2 separate regions of the Acanthopagrus latus genome follow, and region 2 is linked to region 1. The links are chromatin contacts, called in public Hi-C maps. All regions are on one chromosome and are shown on one strand. The core of a region is the stretch at or near the end of the contact, and the rest is flanking DNA. Distances in the headings are between cores, read along the strand shown.

Evidence for each region. Hi-C and Micro-C count contacts between places; a contact is called where the count stands out from the background.
Region 2: a Hi-C map of muscle shows a contact between it and region 1, with 2.9 times the contacts expected there. The contact joins the promoter of LOC119017309 here to the promoter of LOC119017305 in region 1. A contact is called at or near these places in 2 of 4 Hi-C or Micro-C datasets (liver and muscle).

The regions. Positions count from the first base shown.
Region 1 is chr3:321,691-326,647 of fAcaLat1.1, forward strand. It overlaps LOC119017305 (zinc finger protein OZF-like), which reads right to left and starts at 1,706. Exons shown (of 2, transcript XM_037093948.1): 1 at 1,316-1,706. The coding sequence starts at 1,490. All of the region lies in intron 2 of LOC119017297 (gastrula zinc finger protein XlCGF8.2DB-like), which reads right to left.
Region 2 is chr3:883,953-888,404 of fAcaLat1.1, forward strand. It overlaps LOC119017309 (gastrula zinc finger protein XlCGF8.2DB-like), which reads left to right and starts at 2,285. Exons shown (of 2, transcript XM_037093954.1): 1 at 2,285-2,742; 2 at 2,897-4,452. The coding sequence starts at 2,697. The coding sequence ends at 3,891. The region is part of intron 1 of LOC119017301 (zinc finger protein 501-like); the gene reads right to left. LOC119017287 (zinc finger protein 771-like) reads left to right here. Exons shown (of 5, transcript XM_037093911.1): 5 at 1-1,234. All of the region lies in intron 1 of LOC119017285 (zinc finger protein 771-like), which reads left to right.

The DNA.
Region 1 (4,957 bases), core at 456-2,955:
ATCAGCTGTAACGACCTCCACAGGATCAGACGTCCCTGCCAACGCTTTTACAATTCACTAAAGTAGTGAGGTTGAACGGCCCTGTTACGTGTGGCCAGGTTAGTGCCCTGTGTGTGTGTGTCCTGTCTCCGCCCTGCTCTGCCTTCCTGAGCTCAGGTGTCCTGAGCAGGTAAAAGGAGGCAGTATCAGGGCGTCGCTCTCTCTCTCTCTCTCTCTCATTACAGGTATGTTGCAGGAGGAGGGAGGTTGCGCTGCCTCACAGTCTTTTGCTATTTTGTTTCTACTTCGTTGTTGATTTGAGTTTGGGTTCAGTTCCCTGGCCTGTTAGAGCACCAGGGCTTTGTTGTTTTAATTTGGGTTTGAGTTCCTGGTAGTCCTGTTTTCGTATCTTTTTGTTTTCTTTCTCTAAGTAGGTTTAGTATCTGATTAGGCAGCTTTAGTTGGGAGGATTCCCCAGATGCGACGGTCATGGCTGGTCTGGGGTCTCCTCTCTCTTTTTTTTCAGTTTGGCCAGGAACTCTTGCCCTTTTTCTTTTGTTAAATAAAAACCTTTAACTTGACTGTGTTGTCGGCGTCCTTTATATGTTACTGGCCTCTTTTGTTCGAGTCTTTGGTTGTGTTTAGTTTGGGGCCGTAACAGGCCCAGTGTTGACCAGAACCACTGGAGTCGGTCACAGCGTCCTACAGTTTGGCTGCTGTGGTCCAATGAATGTAAGAAGAGAAGAACCTCTCTGACATCTTCAGAACCTCTCTGAGTGAGGCTGTTGGCCCAACAGACCTCGAGGCCACCAACATCATACCGGTACCAAACAAGACATCCCCGTCCCGCTTCAATGTCACTGGCCCGTCTACTGACTCATGAAGTGCTCTGAAGGGTTCTACATGAGACCCGCCTCCCTCCATGGACCTGCTCAGTCTGCATATCGGCCGATTTCCTCAGACCTCCACTTTCATCAACAACAACATGGAGACGAACTACTGGAGAACACCACCCAGCACCTACCAACACCACCCAGCACCTACCAACACCACCCAGCACCTACCAACACCACCCGGTGTGCTGTGGAGACGGTGAGCAGCTCCTTTCCTGGAACAACAACACGCCTCTCTGGATATTTACTGTGTATAAACACTGACAAACACTTCCGGTGTGTTCTGGTGTCACAGTTAAATGTGCTCGGCCTGTCACCTGCTACTCCTTAGCAGGAGCTAGCTGCGGCTAACATGCTGTGTACGTATGGTGTAGCAAACGTTAGCTTAGCACAGCCCCTTGACTCGATCACTTCGTGCTTGTAACAGAATGAACAGAACCTACCTGTTCTCCCCTGCTTCACTTCAGGTGTCAGAACCTCGTCCAGCAGTTTGCGGTGGCGTCGGTTCATCTCCCGCTCGTACTCCGTGATGGTTCTCTCAACATGGCCGAAGATCTCCTCCAGCGCCGCGGAGAGCCGCCGGCTGACGAACTGCTTCAGACCCTGAAGACCGGACATCTTAGACCACCGTGAGGCGGGGCGGAGCCGGGATGTGGCCGGGAGAGAGCCGGGAAAGTGCCGGGAGTGAGCCGGCCTGTCGCTCCGGTTCACTCTGACTGTAGCGTGAAGACGAGACGCTACTGCAGCTGCAGGAAACACGTCACACCAGCGATAATCTCCGGGTCACGTTTCAAAAATAAAAGCTTCTCTTTCTCCTTCGTCGTCATATTGTAATGATTTCACCTGAATGTATTATATAAACATGCCTCACAGAGAAGACGACACATCAGATGAAACATTGACTTTAATATTCTTTATACTGTCTTATTTTTTGCTATTTTTTTTTATCATAAAGTGTTTATTTGTATTTTAATATTTAAAATAAAGATAGTTGTATCTTTTTATTTATTTCCCTCTTTATTCTCAGTTATTATTACAATGAGTTATATTATTATATTAATTTGTTTCTTTGAGACGTCAAATAAATAAATGTTAGAAATCATCAATCATCAATACACACACACTAACACACACACCATCTCAATATCAATACTTTTGTTGATTTAATAATAATAATAATAATAATAATAATAATAATAATAAAGTAAATCTCATTAGACGAACAGGACAGTTTGATGATGCCTTCAGGCGTCACCGTAAACCACATGTTCACACTTTGAGGTCGACACGATCGTTTCTGTGACAAAGAGAGTTCATGTCAGATGATGTGGGTTCTACAGAACTGATCTAAAACATGAGTCAGAACCATCAGCTGACTCACATCTGTTCACCTCTGTGAAAAAGTTCTGCTGGTATAGTTACAACTGCTCTTATTCTAACAGTTTCAGCCTCAGCGGAGAAACTCAGGCTGAACTCTGTCCAGAACCGGATCAGAAGTTTCTTCATAACTATTTGAAGATGAACAGAGTTTCAGTTCTGACTTTCAGCTGAGGATCTTGGTTCTGGTTCACGATATGTTCTTATGTTCACTTTACAGATAATGAATAATTAAATAAATTATTTATTTTGCATTAAATCACATTAAAATTAATTATAGAAATAAAAGGTACATTTTACTGTATGAATGATATTAAAAAATAAACAGCTGAATAACAAAAACATGGCGTCAATAAATTCTTATTTCAAGAACCGTGATTTTACAATAAAAATGGAGAAATGAGGAAACAACATTAAACAGATTTGTTCAATTTCCAAGTTTGGTTTACAAATAAAAATACATGTCACAAAAATGATTCGACTGCATAACTGAGTTAAAGGATGAAGATGGAAAAGAGTCTCACTGTCGTCAAGAAGACGAAACACAAAAAGTCAGGAGGAAACAGAACTGATAGAAGTTCAGTGGGTAACTTCACATTCAGGAGCTCCAACAGAGCAACGAGTCAACTTCTGTCACAGTTATAGAATCTAATATTTATTATTATAAAGTATGAAAAATACATTTATGTTTTATCAAATGTAGATCAAAAAACAACACAGACCTTTTTGGTTTCTGTTGATCAAATTTTTGAATTTTAAACAAAAATCAAATTATTGCTGTTATTGTGTCTTGAACTCAGGTCTGAGATATTTAGTTTGATGTTTATCTGCTGCTTCCAGTGCTGACTGGCTGCTGCTCGTGCATGGAACCAATCAGAGAGCACTGTGGGCGGGACCTTCAGGGAGCTCAAGATTCCTAAACTCATTTCTCTTTGTGACAATCAGATAAAACAAAAAGAATAATTATAAAGCTGTTGACTCTCAGAGAAGACGATCAGCTCAGTCGACTCCTGCTGACACTGACGTCCTCGTGTCCAACACGCCGTGTCGTGTTTCAGCTCGCTGCTCCACAATCTCATCAGCAGCTTTACATTTGTGCCTCGTGACATATGAGTGTCTGCTGAATCTTCTGTGACAAACACTGCAGCTGTACGCTCTCTCCTGCATGTGAACAGGCATGTGACGCTTCAGACTCAGGTTATGTGTGAAACTTTTCCCACACACAGAGCAGCTGAAGGGTTTCTCCCGTGTGGGTCCTCATGTGAGTCACTCCGAGTGAACTGCTTCTTACAAAACAAGCAGCTGTATGGTTTTTCTCCGGATTGAGACCTCAAGTGACGGACCAGGGTCTCTATGCGAGGGAATTTTTTCCTGCACACGGCGCAGCTGAAGGGTTTCTCTCCCCCTGTGGCGAAATCGTCTACCACAATCAGAGCAACCGAATCGTTTCTCACCAGGACCAAGTCCCACATCAGTCAGAGTGACATCAGTATTCATCCTGACTTCATGCACTGGTTGTATTTGTTGATCTGGATCAGAGTTCCTGTCCGGTTCTGGTCCTCCACAGTCCTCTCCTTCAGCTTCTGTCTCCATCTGTGTGGACTGAGGTTTTTTCTCATCATCATCTTCACTCTTCACAATGACAGCAGTGAAGGTGAACCTGGTGACATCATCCTCCTCCTGATTGGTCTAGAGTTCCTCCTGTTCCTCTTTAATGTGTGCAGGTTCTTGTTCCTCCTGGTCCAGACTGGAGGTCCACTCTTTCTGCTCAGGTTGAACCTCTTCTTTACTCACCGACAGCTGCTAAGTTATTACTTATTCCATTGTCTATTGTAATGATGAAAGAATAATCTCCTCTGACAGAGCCTGGGTGAGACACTTCTCCTTCTCTACTGAACAGTGTTGTGTCACTTCCTCTCGGCCTCAGCTCAGCACAGATTTGATGATCATAACACTGATATTAACAAACACTGAAGAAGAGTGTGTTGGTGAACGCAGCCACAGCAGGGTCAAATAATGACCAACATTCAGCTGCTCAGGAAATAACACCGATCTGGAAGCAGCTGTAAAAGTGTCCAGCAGAGGGCGCACACAGCACATCTAATGATCTGGACTGGACGCGACAGTTTTTAGAAACTGATCAGAGAGACACAGAGCTGTGATGTCACTACAACTTTAATTACATCACACATCAGATCTGACCTGGGGCCTGTACGACACACTTCCTGTCCTCAGACAAGAGGAAAACACATGAGGATGTTTAATGAAATACATTCTCTCTGCAGGTGACAAACTGAGAAAAAAGTCAATATAAATAAAGAATTATTTCACTTTGAAAATAAAATCAACTGAATATAGACGACAGGAAACAACAGACGTCCTCTGAGCTGCCAACAACTTTCTGAGCTCATGTTCGACTTTGTTAATAAATAATGATATTTAAATGTAACCTGCCATCTTTCTGCAGTAGCGTTGTGTTTATTTCCCTGGAAACACGACTGTCAGAATACTTCGTCTGTCTGCTCATGTGTCCTTCAGCTGACGGAGGACAGGGTGCTCCATCTCATTCAGCTGCAGATTAGATTCATATTCATGATATTTATAAGACAGACAGCGTCAGCTGAAGACAAACTTCTCTTCTCTATATGTTTGTTTGTTGAACAGGTGAGTTGATGAAGTTCTGTCTCATTCACACGGTCACGGTCTGT
Region 2 (4,452 bases), core at 1,035-3,534, 560 kb after region 1:
CATGTTTCATGGTGTTCTTTTCAGTCTCACTGCTCTATTTTTTTCTTTTATAGCCTCCATTTGCGAGCATTTCCTTGTGTACACAGTATCAATTGCAGCGTTATATTGTGAAATTAAAGGGGCAAGACTTCCAGATATGAACATTCAATAATGACTTAAGACTGTCAACTGAAGGTGAATACATTCAAGTGTTTATATTATGACATCTATGTAGGATGTAGTGTTATCTACTACTACTACTACTACTAGTTATCTACTAAAGTTAGCATGCTAACAGCTAGCCCTGATCGGTCCTGGTCCAAAGCTCCAGTGCTGATGGCTTAACACCGACTCGATTCTGTTGGTATGAGCTCCCAGTCTGGACCACTGCGTCAGTAGAATAAAGTTAAAAGATAAGTAGTTATCAATTGACAATAATTGCTGTGTTAAATAATAACCAAGTGTGATGAAATTGTGATAGATGGTTGAAATATGTGTTATTCTGCACCAGTTCACTGAATGTACACATTTAAGTCGAATCACTGTATTGTAGATGCTGTGAGTGTGAAATGTAAAGATACAACACTTCTACTTTATACAGCACTTCAACTTCATACAACAGCAGCTAGAGTTTGCAGCAGTTAGCTGTAACTATGGTGATACACTGACCCCTGTATTTAACAGCTTCAACATCTGGCCAGTTCTCACATACTGCACCTTTAAAGTTGATGATTGTCGCACCACCACATACGTTTGTTCATCAATGTTAAATTCTAATGTAGTTAAAAGAATATTTGTAGTTCATATCTAGTTTCATGTCTGTCAGGACATTTTTTGAACTAAGTGTTTATCAACAAAAACAGACATTTTTCAAGAGACTTTGTAACTGATAATTACAATTCATCGTCTACTTCATATAGTCGAAGCCGGAGGCATTATCTCTGATCGCTACTTAAAGAAGTTATCTAAAACCTGAAGATCAATTCAAACCAGACAGAGAGGCAGTGAGGAGAAGCCAGGACAGGAGTGATGCATTCTGTATGAGCTGGAGGCAGGAGAGAGACTTTTGATGCAGGAGGGAGTTTCAGAAGGTCTGATGATGTTGTGCTGGTATTCACTGGACGGCAGCAGAGTCTTACTGAACTACATACAGCAACAGGAAGCCGACTTTCCACTTTATAATGAACATTTCTGCTGATTGTTGTGATGGTTTTTAGTTTCTGAGCTGTTCTGTTAAATTATTTCAACATCTGAATTATCTGTTGCTGTTCCACAGAGTTAATGACGCTTAATAATAAACCTCCGGAAGCTGTTACATAAGGATCAACTGTGTTGGACCTTTACGTGTTTCCCCCTGGACTCATTTCCTGTCACACAAGGATGCAAAGCTAAGTTAGCGTGGCTTGCTGCTTTTAAAACAAAGAGTCCTAAAGGAACACGGCCACAAATAGTCAGTGTAGAAATGTGAGAATGATCCTGAATCAGTTTGAAGGATTCATGAACATTTTTACTGATGGATAAAGGATCCTGTCTTTATCTGTATTTTCAGCTGAACTGTCAATGTTTATAGACAGATGTTTATAGCATTTTAACTTTGCATTAGGGGAGAAATCAGACTCATCTGGGAGGGCAGAATTAAAATGTTGCACTCTGCTGGATTATATGAGAAAATGTAGTTAAGTAGTTCTGGTTATGACCGGTGGAGGGCAGCATGACACTGGATATCGTTCAGCCTGCCGGAAGTTCAGAAGAAGAAGAATCCGAAAGGACGTTAGCGTGGCTTCCTGTTTCCAGGATATAGACGGAGAAAGTTCGTCAGAGCAGTTGACTGTTTTACACGGAGTCCAAATGTCCGAACAGATTCTGAGTCGATCAGTTTATCTGAACATGTCGAACATCTGAATTATCTCCTGGTGTCCGACGAGCCTGAAGAAGTTAAGAAACTAAGTTAGCTCGCTTGCGGGAAATAGACGGAGCCGAGCGGACTGTAAACACAGCGCACATCAGAGTGAGCAGACAGTTTTTAACGGAGTGTTTCTGGAGGGAAAGTTCGTGTGAGTCAGTGAAAATGTCTAAAGTCCAAACGCTGAGAGTTGTTGTGAAGCAGCGACTAACTGCGGCTGCTGAAGAGATATTTGAGCTGTTTGAAAGAACGATAGCAGAGTACGAGGAGGAACTGTGTCGACACCGGAAACTACTGGACGCTGTTTTCCAGCCTCAGGTCCAGTTACACAGAACAGGTCGGTTCTGATTACTTCTTATTCCCACTTTACACTTTATTACTTCTTTGTTGTCACACTCACAGCAGACATAGTACTGCTGGCCCTGCGATTTCCGCGTTCACGGAGTCGTGGAATCTATTTTTAAAAGCTAAATTGTGGAAGAGGAACGTACGTCTGAGGGAAACTGCAGGGAGGGAAGCAAAACTGGGTGGCACAACAAGCCCCCTCCACACACTGAGCCCCCCCTTCAAAACAATGTAAGCATGGCTCACGGCTCTGTGTCCATCGGCGAAAACACCGAGGAAGTCGACACTGACCCCTCAGTACAGAGCCGAGCAGATTTCTGTGTGAAGTTTTGTTTTGCAAATTCTGCCAAAACTCGACTGACTGGAAGCGTAAAAATACGTGCAGTGACCACGTACTGTCCAAAAGCCATGTGACCTGGAGGTCTGTCCAGGTGGACAGATTGGAAGTGGGAGACGGGGTGGGGGTGCCATGCAGCAAAGGTCCTCCAGCCGGGATTTGAACCAGCGCCCTCTGTGTATGTGGCACATGCTCTGAGCACTCAGCTACCTGTGCACCCGACTGACCCTCTTTTATAACGTGTTACACGTCGTGCAAAATGTCTCCACACATTTAAGAAAGTAGCAGTGCTGGTGGTGGAAATGTTAACAGGAAATCTTTCTTCTTCACAGACGTCCAGCAGCTGCTGGGGAGAGAAGAAGAGGATCCTCCTGAGCAGCAGGAGAGGAGCTCCAGTCTGGACCAGGAGGAACCAGAACCCCCACACATTAAAGAGGAACAGGAGGAACTCTGGACCCGTCAGGAGGGAGAGCAGCTTCCAGGGCTGGAGGAGGCTGATATCAAGGTCACATTCAGTCCTGTCCCTGTGAAGAGTGAAGAAGATGATGATGAGGAACCTCAGTCCTCACAGCTTCATCAGAGACAGACTGAACAGATGGAGACAGACGCTGATGGAGAGGACTGTGGAGGACCAGAACCAGACAGGACCTCAGATCCAGATGGATATTTAAAACCTGTTACTGATAATGAGACGTCACGCTTCTCTGAACCCGAACGAGAGACTGTAACACGACTCAGCTGCTCAGTTTGTAAAAAAACGTTTTCAAGCAGATCTAATGTTGTGACGCACATGAGAATCCACACAGGGGAGAAACCGTTCAGTTGCTCAGTTTGTGGTAAAAGATTTTCACAAAGATCACATCAGAATCGACACATGATCATCCACACAAGTGAGAAACTGTTCAGTTGTCCTCTCTGTGGCATGAAATTCAGACAACGGTCAAATTTGACAGCACACTTACAAGTTCATGGAGTAGAAAAACCGTACACCTGCTCCGTTTGTAAAGCAAGTTTCACTCGCAGAGACGGTTTGAACGTACACATGAGAAGCCACAGTGGAGAGAAACCCTTTAGTTGTTCAGTTTGCGGTAAAAGTTTTGGAGATAGGTCAACAGTCATGGCTCATATGAATAGTCACACAGGGGAGAAAATATACAGTTGTTCAGTTTGTTGTAGAACATTTGCACGACACGGAACTCTGAGACGACACATGGCTACACACACACAGGAGAAACGATACAGCTGCAGCGCTTGTAACAAAAGTTTCACTCGACTTTATACTATTAAAATACACAAGTGTGTTGGTCAGAGAAGTCAAAATACATGAAGTGACAGAGATGTTGGTCGGTCCAACTTTTGACTGACTGATGTCTGTGTTCGTCATTCTTACTAAACTTGACGTTTTCAAACTGTTTCCACTGAGAGAGTTTTGAGTTTATTGTCAGTTTTCTTGTTTAGATATGACTGTTAATCCTCTAGAAACAACACAGTTATATTCAGGGGTGGACCAATGCGGCTTTTTCAGATCTGATATCCATTATTAGAAATGAAAAAGACTGAAGAGACTGAAAACTGATATTTGGGACTTCTGTTCATTTGCAGTAAAAATGGAAAATCTTTGTCTCCAAATTTTAACCAACCAGTGATAAAATAAACCAAAGTACAATTTGCTCAAGTTCTGCTCTAGAATACAGTTTTCAGATATTTGAGTATTATCTATTTTCAACTACTTCATAATTCCTCTCTAACTACAATTATTTAATAACTTCTCTCATTTTGCAAGTTCTAACTTCCCAACAGCAGCTAGAGTTTGCAGCAGTTAGCTGTAACTCTGGTGATACACTGACCCCTGTATTTAACAGCTTCAACATCTGGCCAGTTCACATAC